Linked DNA regions of Rattus norvegicus: region 2 is linked to region 1. A link is a contact called in public Hi-C data. All regions are on one chromosome and are shown on one strand. Each heading gives the region's core, a stretch centred on a gene start, on an enhancer-like site or on the middle of the called end of the contact. The rest is flanking DNA. Distances are from core to core; before and after follow the strand shown.

What was found. A called contact is a pair of places that touch in the nucleus more often than the background predicts.
Region 2: a Hi-C map of liver shows a contact between it and region 1, with 2.4 times the contacts expected there. The contact joins the enhancer-like site here to the promoter of Elovl6 in region 1. A contact is called at or near these places in 4 of 12 Hi-C or Micro-C datasets (the A7r5 cell line, liver and mammary epithelial cells).

What each region holds. Positions count from the first base shown.
Region 1 is chr2:220,736,279-220,740,438 of GRCr8, reverse strand. Elovl6 (ELOVL fatty acid elongase 6) reads right to left here and starts at 2,344. Exons shown (of 5, transcript NM_134383.3): 1 at 2,288-2,344; 2 at 2,017-2,137. The coding sequence starts at 2,105.
Region 2 is chr2:220,794,217-220,798,376 of GRCr8, reverse strand. All of the region lies in intron 2 of Elovl6 (ELOVL fatty acid elongase 6), which reads right to left. Among named protein-coding and RNA genes, the nearest start is that of Elovl6, 58 kb to the right of the region's middle. Within about 2 kb of position 1,731, at least 4 of the 93 cell types and tissues checked have an H3K27ac peak or open chromatin away from gene starts, as enhancers often do. A contact at or near this core is called in liver, where this site is marked.

The DNA.
Region 1 (4,160 bases), core at 1,095-3,594:
AGTGGTCAAATAGTAACAAGAGAAAAGAAATTAGTGTATTTGGGATATTTCCAGTCCCAATGAGGACCATGGACCTGCCTAGTTCTGACGGCGACTGTCACTTAATTGAGTGTCTGGAGAAAGAGGCGGGAAATGGTCCTGGGGCAGGCACAGAAAGTAGCCTTAAGGAAAAAAACGGGGTGGGGGTGGGGGGCAACAAACAGAGACAGTATGCACCAGGGTGGTGCAGCAGCGAGGGCGGGCAGTGAGTGCCATGCGCCTGCAGAGGCTGGGAAAGCCTACTCCGGAATGGCAGGCCCAACCGGGAGGCAGCAAGCTAGAGACAGCATGTTAGGAAACGCGAGCAGCGGGCTACTAGAGGAAGGCAGAGAAAGGCAGGCTAGAGCCCTGCAAGGGACGGTGACAAACAGTCTCAGAGAAGACCGGAGCCCTAGGCTGGCAAGCTGAGCTCAGGTCACCGCCCTCCAAACCCCTAGCGGAAGTGCACCTCCAAGCCCCCTGAACGCCAGCCCGAGGGGGCTGGGCTTCCTGCAGCGCTCCGGCGTCCCAATGGCCGCCCCCTTACAGGGCGATCCAGACTCCCCGCGGGTGCAATCCCGCCCCGGACCCGGGCCTGCGCCCTCGGCCTCGGCTTCCTGGAGGACGCGGGCGACCGCACCAAGGTGGCTCTGGGGTTCGGGGCTTCAGGCAGGCAGCCGCCATGCTACAGCCCAAACTCGCGCGCCCCGGAGTCTTGGCTCCGCCCGGTCGCCGCCGTAAACCGCCCAGGGGCCCAACTCGCAAGCTGAAGGCCAAGGGTGGGCGCGCGCCCGGCGGGCGGGAAGGGGCGGGAGCCGCCAGCTCCGGACCCGGCTGGGGAAGGCGAACTCCCGGCCTCCGCCTCCCGCAACTCCCCGGGCGGCTGCCACCACCCGCCCCAGCCCGGGAGCGCCGGCGTCTCCGGTTTCCCATTGATGAATGGAGGGAGGGAAGGCAGGTCGCGAGCGCCCTCGCACGCGGCAGCGGAACCTCCCCGAGTCCGGAAGCCCCCCGAGGGCCGGCCGCTGCGCAGAGGGGGTGGTGGGGTGGGGGTGGGGAGGTCGTGGGGCTCGCACTAAACCAGAGGGAAAGGTCTCCAACACTGCTCAGTCTACGGGAAGGAGGGAGCTCCCTTCTTAAATATTGCAAGGTGACACTGGATCGCCTCCCACACAGGGATTTTTTTTCAAGACTGACAGGAGGAACTCAGTAAACAAGATGTTTTCCAGCATTCGAAGTTCTGGGGAAAGACCTCCAAGACTGCCGGGCAAGAGCCTCCTAGTACCTAAACTGGCGCTCCGCACAGACAAGCGTGTCCAAAAGGCGTTTCCTTTACACAGAAACTTAATAATGGCGTGGCTCCACTTGCTCCGGTTCATTCATTTTTATTGCAGTTTTCATTGTCCCCTCCTCCCCGATGTCTTTATGAAACCGGAAAGTAATCTGAGTGGGGAAGGGGTCCAGGACCCTTGGGCATCTATGGCTGGAGGCGGCAGTCAAGGGAGGGCAGTAAAGTGGAAGAACTACAAGGAGAAAGGAAGGACACGAGGGATGGGGAGAGGGAAAGGACCAGAGAGAGGCGGGCTGAAGAGGGTTAAAGGGAGAGAAGACCCGGTCCTCCCTCCACAGCCTTGCACGCTCCAGTTGCGGGAGGCCAAGCAGAACCCCCAAATCTAAGCGAAAGCAGGGAGACAGACAGCACAGGTGGGGTAGCTGGATTGTAACATGCCTCCGTCCTCCGTAAATCATTCCAAGTACACATATTATACGTTCTACGTTATATAATCTACACAAAGATGCCCGCGTGGCCGCAGCTCACACAGGGCACCCCCAAAACACACGCTTCATGCAGCCTCAGAGTCTCCTGCAGACATGAGACCCTAGAACTCCGCGATCTGCTGGCTACCGCCGGCAATCCATCGCTCCGCTCACGCTCAGACTGGGAATACCGACATTAATGCACTCCCGGGGACAGTATCACGCGAAAGCATCACCTACCAGTTTTCCTGCATCCATTGGATGGCTTCATTCTCGTTGAACTGCTTCTCGAATTCATATTCTTGTAAAGTCAACACTGACATGTTCATTGGGGCTGATCTTCGGAGTCGCTACGTGTTCTCTATACAAAATAAAAAAATCTGTAAAGAGCCTTTTATTTTGAGTGCTCTCCTGTCTGCTTCCCCCACCCACCCCCCTAGGTATTGCCCCGCCGTCAGTCTCCTGGCCGATCTCTCTCCCAGCCTCAGCTACATCCAGGGTTGAGCATTGCCTGCGCCTCGGCTCCCAGCTCCTAGCTCAGGGGCTCTCCTCCCAGCGTCCGCATCCACCGTAGGAGGAAATGAATGCCTTGCGGTCTTAGTGCCCGCACGTTTGTCCATCACGCTTTTTACTCGTCTACAGGGAAATCTCCTCCCCCTCGTGCGATCCGGAAAATTAACCCTTTGCGCGAGAGGGCGCAGAAGAGCAAGACCTCCCCTCGCCCTGGGGGACAGTTTTGTTTACAAGAAGGTGGTCAGTGGACTGGGGGAAGGGCGCCAAGAGGGAGGAAGTGGCCTTGAGGTCATCCATCAGCCCATTTACCACCTCGTGGGCCTCCCTGCCTGGCCTTTGAATGAAGTTTCAGCGTGCGAGGCGCAGCCGGGAGGCCCGTGGACCCGAAATCTTGGCGAGTAAACGATTGGGAAATAGTAGAACCTGCCAGGCCTCTGGCATGAGAACTCCAGGCAAATGAATGAGAGGGTCACGTCGTACGAGCTCTCTCCTCACCCCCTCGACCCCGCAGCACTTTCTGAGACCACCTCTACCGGGCAGCTTAGGCGTGGATTTACCTTGACCACAGGGCCAGGTGGCCCGCGGAACCTTAAGGTCGTGTGCAGATAGGATCCTGAGGAAGATGACTTGGGAAGTCAAGGGTGACTGGAAGGCAGACGTGGAAGGGCAAGAAAGAGTTAGATGGAGGGTTTGGCTACCTGGAGGGGATATTATTGAACAATGGAGGAAAGGAATTTAGCATACAGAATTAGACCTACTGGTCTAATACCAAAACCTGTATGAGTTACTTTAGTTCTGCCTTATTCTTGTGAAATTAGGAAGAACAAATTAATGTAGGAGAGGGGTGAACGTAATGCTGATCCCGCTGAACACCAGCTCACAGCAATATCGTTTTAACCTTACCTTTCCCAAACACTCCTCTTATTTTCCCGGGAATGGTATTTTCATTTCCTAAAGGAAGAACGAAGTGAGAGCAATATGGCAACCTACTAGTTTATATTTTTAAAGTTTGTGATTTTTCAAGATGGATTTTTTTTATCTTGTTTTTTTTTTTTTTTTGGTTCTTTTTTTCGGAGCTGGGGTCGGAACCCAGGGCCTTGCGCTTCCTAGGTAAGCGCTCTACCACTGAGCTAAGTCCCCAACCCTTTTTTTTTTTTTTTTTTAAATGTTTTTGGTTTTTCTGTGTAGCCCTGGTTGTCCTGGAACTGGTTCTGTAGACCAGGCTGGTTTCAGACTCAGAGATCCGCCTGCCTCTTCCTCACTCACAAGTTCTGGGATAAAGGCCTGAGCCACCACAGCCCAGCTAATAACCTACTTAGTTTAAAAATATGTACATTAGAACCAGAAAGAAATTATCCTCTATGGTGTACATTTCCCCACATACCAACTAAAATGAAGAGTAAGCACTTCATTCAGAGTTAGATTAATCCCAGCAAGACATTGGAGGCTGAGGCAGGAAGATTGGTGCTAGTAAAATTGCCAGAAATTCAAGGTGAGACTGAACTTCACAGTGACATCCTTGCCCCACCCCCCAGTCTAAAGCGGGGGACAGGGGAGAGAATACCCCTAATCCTAATACAATCTGGAGTCAAAAGCATGTGGATCTTTGTGAGTTTGAGACTAGCCTGGTCTAGTAACAAGATCCGGGTCAGCCAGGGATACAGAATGACGCCTGGAGTTTTTATGTCATTGGATTTTTGTCTTTTTGAGACAGGGTTCTCTGAGTATCCCTGGCTATCCTGGAAATTGCTCTGTAGACCAATGTCGCCTCCAACTCCTAGATCTGCCTGCCTCTGCCCCCCTGGTGCTGGAATTAAAGGGGTGTTGCCATCACTTTGGGAAAAATGGCTCAGCATGAGGACTCAAGTTCA
Region 2 (4,160 bases), core at 482-2,981, 59 kb before region 1:
ATCTTTTCTCTGAGAGCTGCCTGTTTTGTAAACATGATGCATACTTTTAGAATTATCAGCAGCAAATCCAGCTTACTGCAGTGGGCGTGAGGCACACAACAATATGATGAATGGATGCAATAGACTTACTTTATTTGTTATAAAAATATTCATTAAATACCCATTTAGTAAGTGTTACCTTAGAAGATGGGTGCAGTCTTCCAAACACACAAACACATAGCAACACATACAACAACCCTGGCAAACAGGAGACAGAAACGAAAAGATCAAGACTTCAAAGCCAGCCTTACACATGAAACACACAGACACACACACACACACACACACACACACACACACACACACACACCCCAGCAGGCCAGCATTCTATGCGTTCTATTACTGTTTTCCTTGGTGTAAATTTGGTCTGATTTCTCAATAAAGTTCCTCAACTTCTCATCCACTTTGTGACAATCTCTGGTGTTTCTGCATTTTACACGAGGACAAATGCAACATACTCTGGGTTTTCACAGTGAGGCTCAGTCAGTCCTGCAGCGCCAATACCGCTTCTCAACAGAATCCATACAATTTTAGGATTGCCTGTAATAAAAAGTCCACTCCTTATTGAATAAGTTACATAAAGCTCTTTTAGAAACACGTAAGAAGCAATAAAGAAAATTCATCTGTCTTCTTCTAAGCAAGGCGGGACTATGAACAGATATGATCCAGTTTGAAATAAAGTTAGAGACGCAAACGCCCCAGGTTATGACTATTGATTCTGTTTTCCCATGAACAGCTTTCTGCAAGGCCACCATTCCCTTAATTATTCTGTCTGTGCCCGATGGCCAAGTGAGCATGACCCTTGGGACAGCTGGCTCGGGACCAGTCAAGGTTTTCTGAGTTCATATCACCTTTATATTTCAAGCCTTTAAGTATTTCTTCTTAAAGTCCCCAAGTGTCTCTTCCTCAAACCATTTTTTTTTTGGTTTGTTCGTTTTGGTTTTTTTTGTTTTTGTTTTTGAGGCTAAATTAACAAATGCCTCTCCTGTACCACCACACAGAGCCTCAAAGTTGGGGTAGAAGGAAGAGGAAGGTGGAAATCAAGGGAAATGAAGACCTGGCAAGGAACGTGACCCCACACGTTCCAGTGTTTTCTGGGACTGTCAGCTAAAGAGCCATGAAACCAGGCAACTGCAGAATTAGCCCCCCACCCCCACCCCGAGTCCCCTTTCTTGCTGGAAGGCCAAGGGCACCATGACATTAAGTAGCTAAAGACATCAGAGCTGAGAAAGGAAATTAGTAACTCTGGAAATCTTAAATATATCCCTCCTCATATACAGATCTGTCAACAAATAAAACCTAATCGTTCTTATTTCCTTAGAAGACTAGAAGTCAAGAGAACTTCAGACTTTAGAGTTTATAGGAACAACTGTGAGTTCTAGAAAGAACTAGACATCAATAATTCCGACTTGGATCCAGGATTAAAATAACCTTTCAAAAAAGCAGTGACCGGGATGACCAGACAGTCACTGCAATTTTTTAACCATAGATTTTTTTTCCCTTTAACCCTGTAATGACAGTTCACGGTTCACAAAATACTTTAGCACAACACAGATTTTCTTGACAACAGAATTTCACTCTTATAGAACACAGTAACCTTCCTTTTTGTGATTACTCCCTATTACGTTCATTACCCTGGCTAACACGCACCGGGTTAACATGCTGAGGTCAAAGTCACTCAGACATGGAGCCAACTGACCTTTCACCCAGAAAAGCCTCACTCTGGAACACCAGCAGCCCTGGCTTTACAAGCAAACACTTCAGAATTTATGTTCCCATCAAATCCATCTAAATGAAAAGGGTAGAGCCAAGCCAGTACTAACAGATTCCTCTAACTTACTGATAGAATCTGGGGAACTCTCACCTATAATTCTGACACTAAATTTCCTTGACAACACACACGTGTTTCATGCCAATACAACAACACTTTTTGTCGTGCTAGCAGAGCTGCCCAGAACTCCTAGACAGTTGTATTCAGGAACGATGACTCTGAGTTCTGACGAGGTTGGGAATTAGTGGAAGCCCATATCATTGTTATGAGGCAACATTATAGCCTTTTACGAGTAAGATCACAAAATGGACCCATTAATGACTAATGCATTACAGACCAGGGTTCAAAGCCAGACGCATTCTGTTGTTGGAAATATGTAATCTCAATCAGAGGTTTCTGCCCCTCCAATTATCATTCAATTCCCAGATAAAAGGCACAAAACCTTTATATTTATAACGAGCCTTTACAGCCCCAGAGCAGGCAAGTATCTACCCTCTACACTATCGTGTCTACTTTCCTGCCATTAACTACGAGATATGACTTGCCATGTTCCGCCTGGGCCTGCCCTCATGGTCAGTTCTCCTTCCTTCATGGTGCCTTCTCTCTCCACCTGCACTCTCTTCCTCCCTTATGGTCCTCCTCAGACCCCCAGGCCAGGAACTAAAACGCTGCCTACCTCTCTTCCGCTGGGTTATAGGCTGTTGGCATCTTTATTCAACCAATAGTCTTAAGTTAATGAACAAGGCTACAAAGTATCACTTGGTGTGTGTGAGGTTCTCCTCATCCCTGTGGCAACCAGATCTCTGAGGTGTGTTAACAATGCAGGTCATAGCAAAGGACTGAATCTCAACAAGTTCTTTATTCTTCCGGCAGCTTCTGCTTAAAACCTTACGTAGAGACTTCCGGTTCCCTACGGCTTAGGTTCAGCAACATAGCTTAAGGAGGCTGTCTGTCTTTCCGGAACGGCATGGGTCACCTTCATCACAGCCAACTGAAAGACCGCTCACAAGACCGGGCCACTAACACTTCCTTCCTGAGGAAAGGGAGGGCTCATGCAGTGCATGTGGTGGCATGCGAGAGACATGTGGCTCATGAGACGGTGGTGGTAGGAGCATGACTCCCAGGTTTAATGGCTGCTGGGGGTGTTAATAGGTAGTACTTGTCTTTCATAGTGGAGACGCCTATAAATTGCCTACTCAAGTAACCCCCGACCCATGTTCCTGTAAGTAACCTCAATTAAACTCATTCGGGACTTTCGGTCAATGGCTGGTGCCTTAGCTGGGATGAGAACGGGTGTACTTGCTAAGAAAACATAATGCCACTGCTACTTGCTGTCACTTAACTGTGATATTTCTTCACTAAGGGATCCACTTCTAAGTTTTAGAAACTTAACTGTCAAGCACCATTCAAAGGACAACCCCTCTCTTCCTTGCAGCATGGGTTTCTGCTGTCTTCTGTTTTAGTCTACAAATACTTCCAGAAATGTAGCACCTTGCCAGGCCCTATTTGAGGGTTGGCTACATGGTGCTGAACAAGACTGGTCACTGACACGAGCCTCACAGAGCTTGTTCTGGTGACTAGGAGAGGCCGGTATTATGCAACGGACAAATAAAAGTAACCCATCAATAAATTATTCATCAGCAAAGCACACAAGGTTCTGTGTATGATGTGGGAAGGCTTCAACAGAATGGAAATGTCTCGCCAAGAAATGGCATCACAGAAGACAGCCTCGATGGAAGGAAGAGGTCCACGGAGAAGAGAATGTATTCCAGAGAACCTGAAGACCAGAATTCATCTTTATCAGGAGCTGAAAACAGCCATCGCGTGGTGATGGGATGGCACACGGTCCACACTGTGCTGAACTCCTGATTCTGAACCATGGTTCAGAATAACTGAACCATTGTGAGCCCAGCACCATCACAGATCAAGCGTGTTAGTATTACCAGCACTTCAGTAAAGGATATCAGGAACTAATGACATCGTCATAGCTCCTGATGCAGACACACGACTGATGAGTACGGTACATCCCTCCTACAGAAACTGGGGCTGCTAAGTTTTATCTCAAGGCAATTATCACGCTTAAATTTTAAGAGAAACAGTGAGACTATGGCTAGGTTGGTTTTTGAGGATGTGCATATTAATTAAGGAAAGAACAAAATGAAATTATCTTCTACACCGGCTGTTTAAATTAGTCCTTGAAAAAAAAATGGAATCCAAGAATATTCACTGGAAGGGACCCAGCATATTTTTATTTGAAAACTGGTTGTGTTTCTGCCCCTTTGGAGACCTTGTCTGTCAGTACGTCACTCTCCTGGGGCAGGCATACGTTGACAGCGATGGCAGCTTAGGT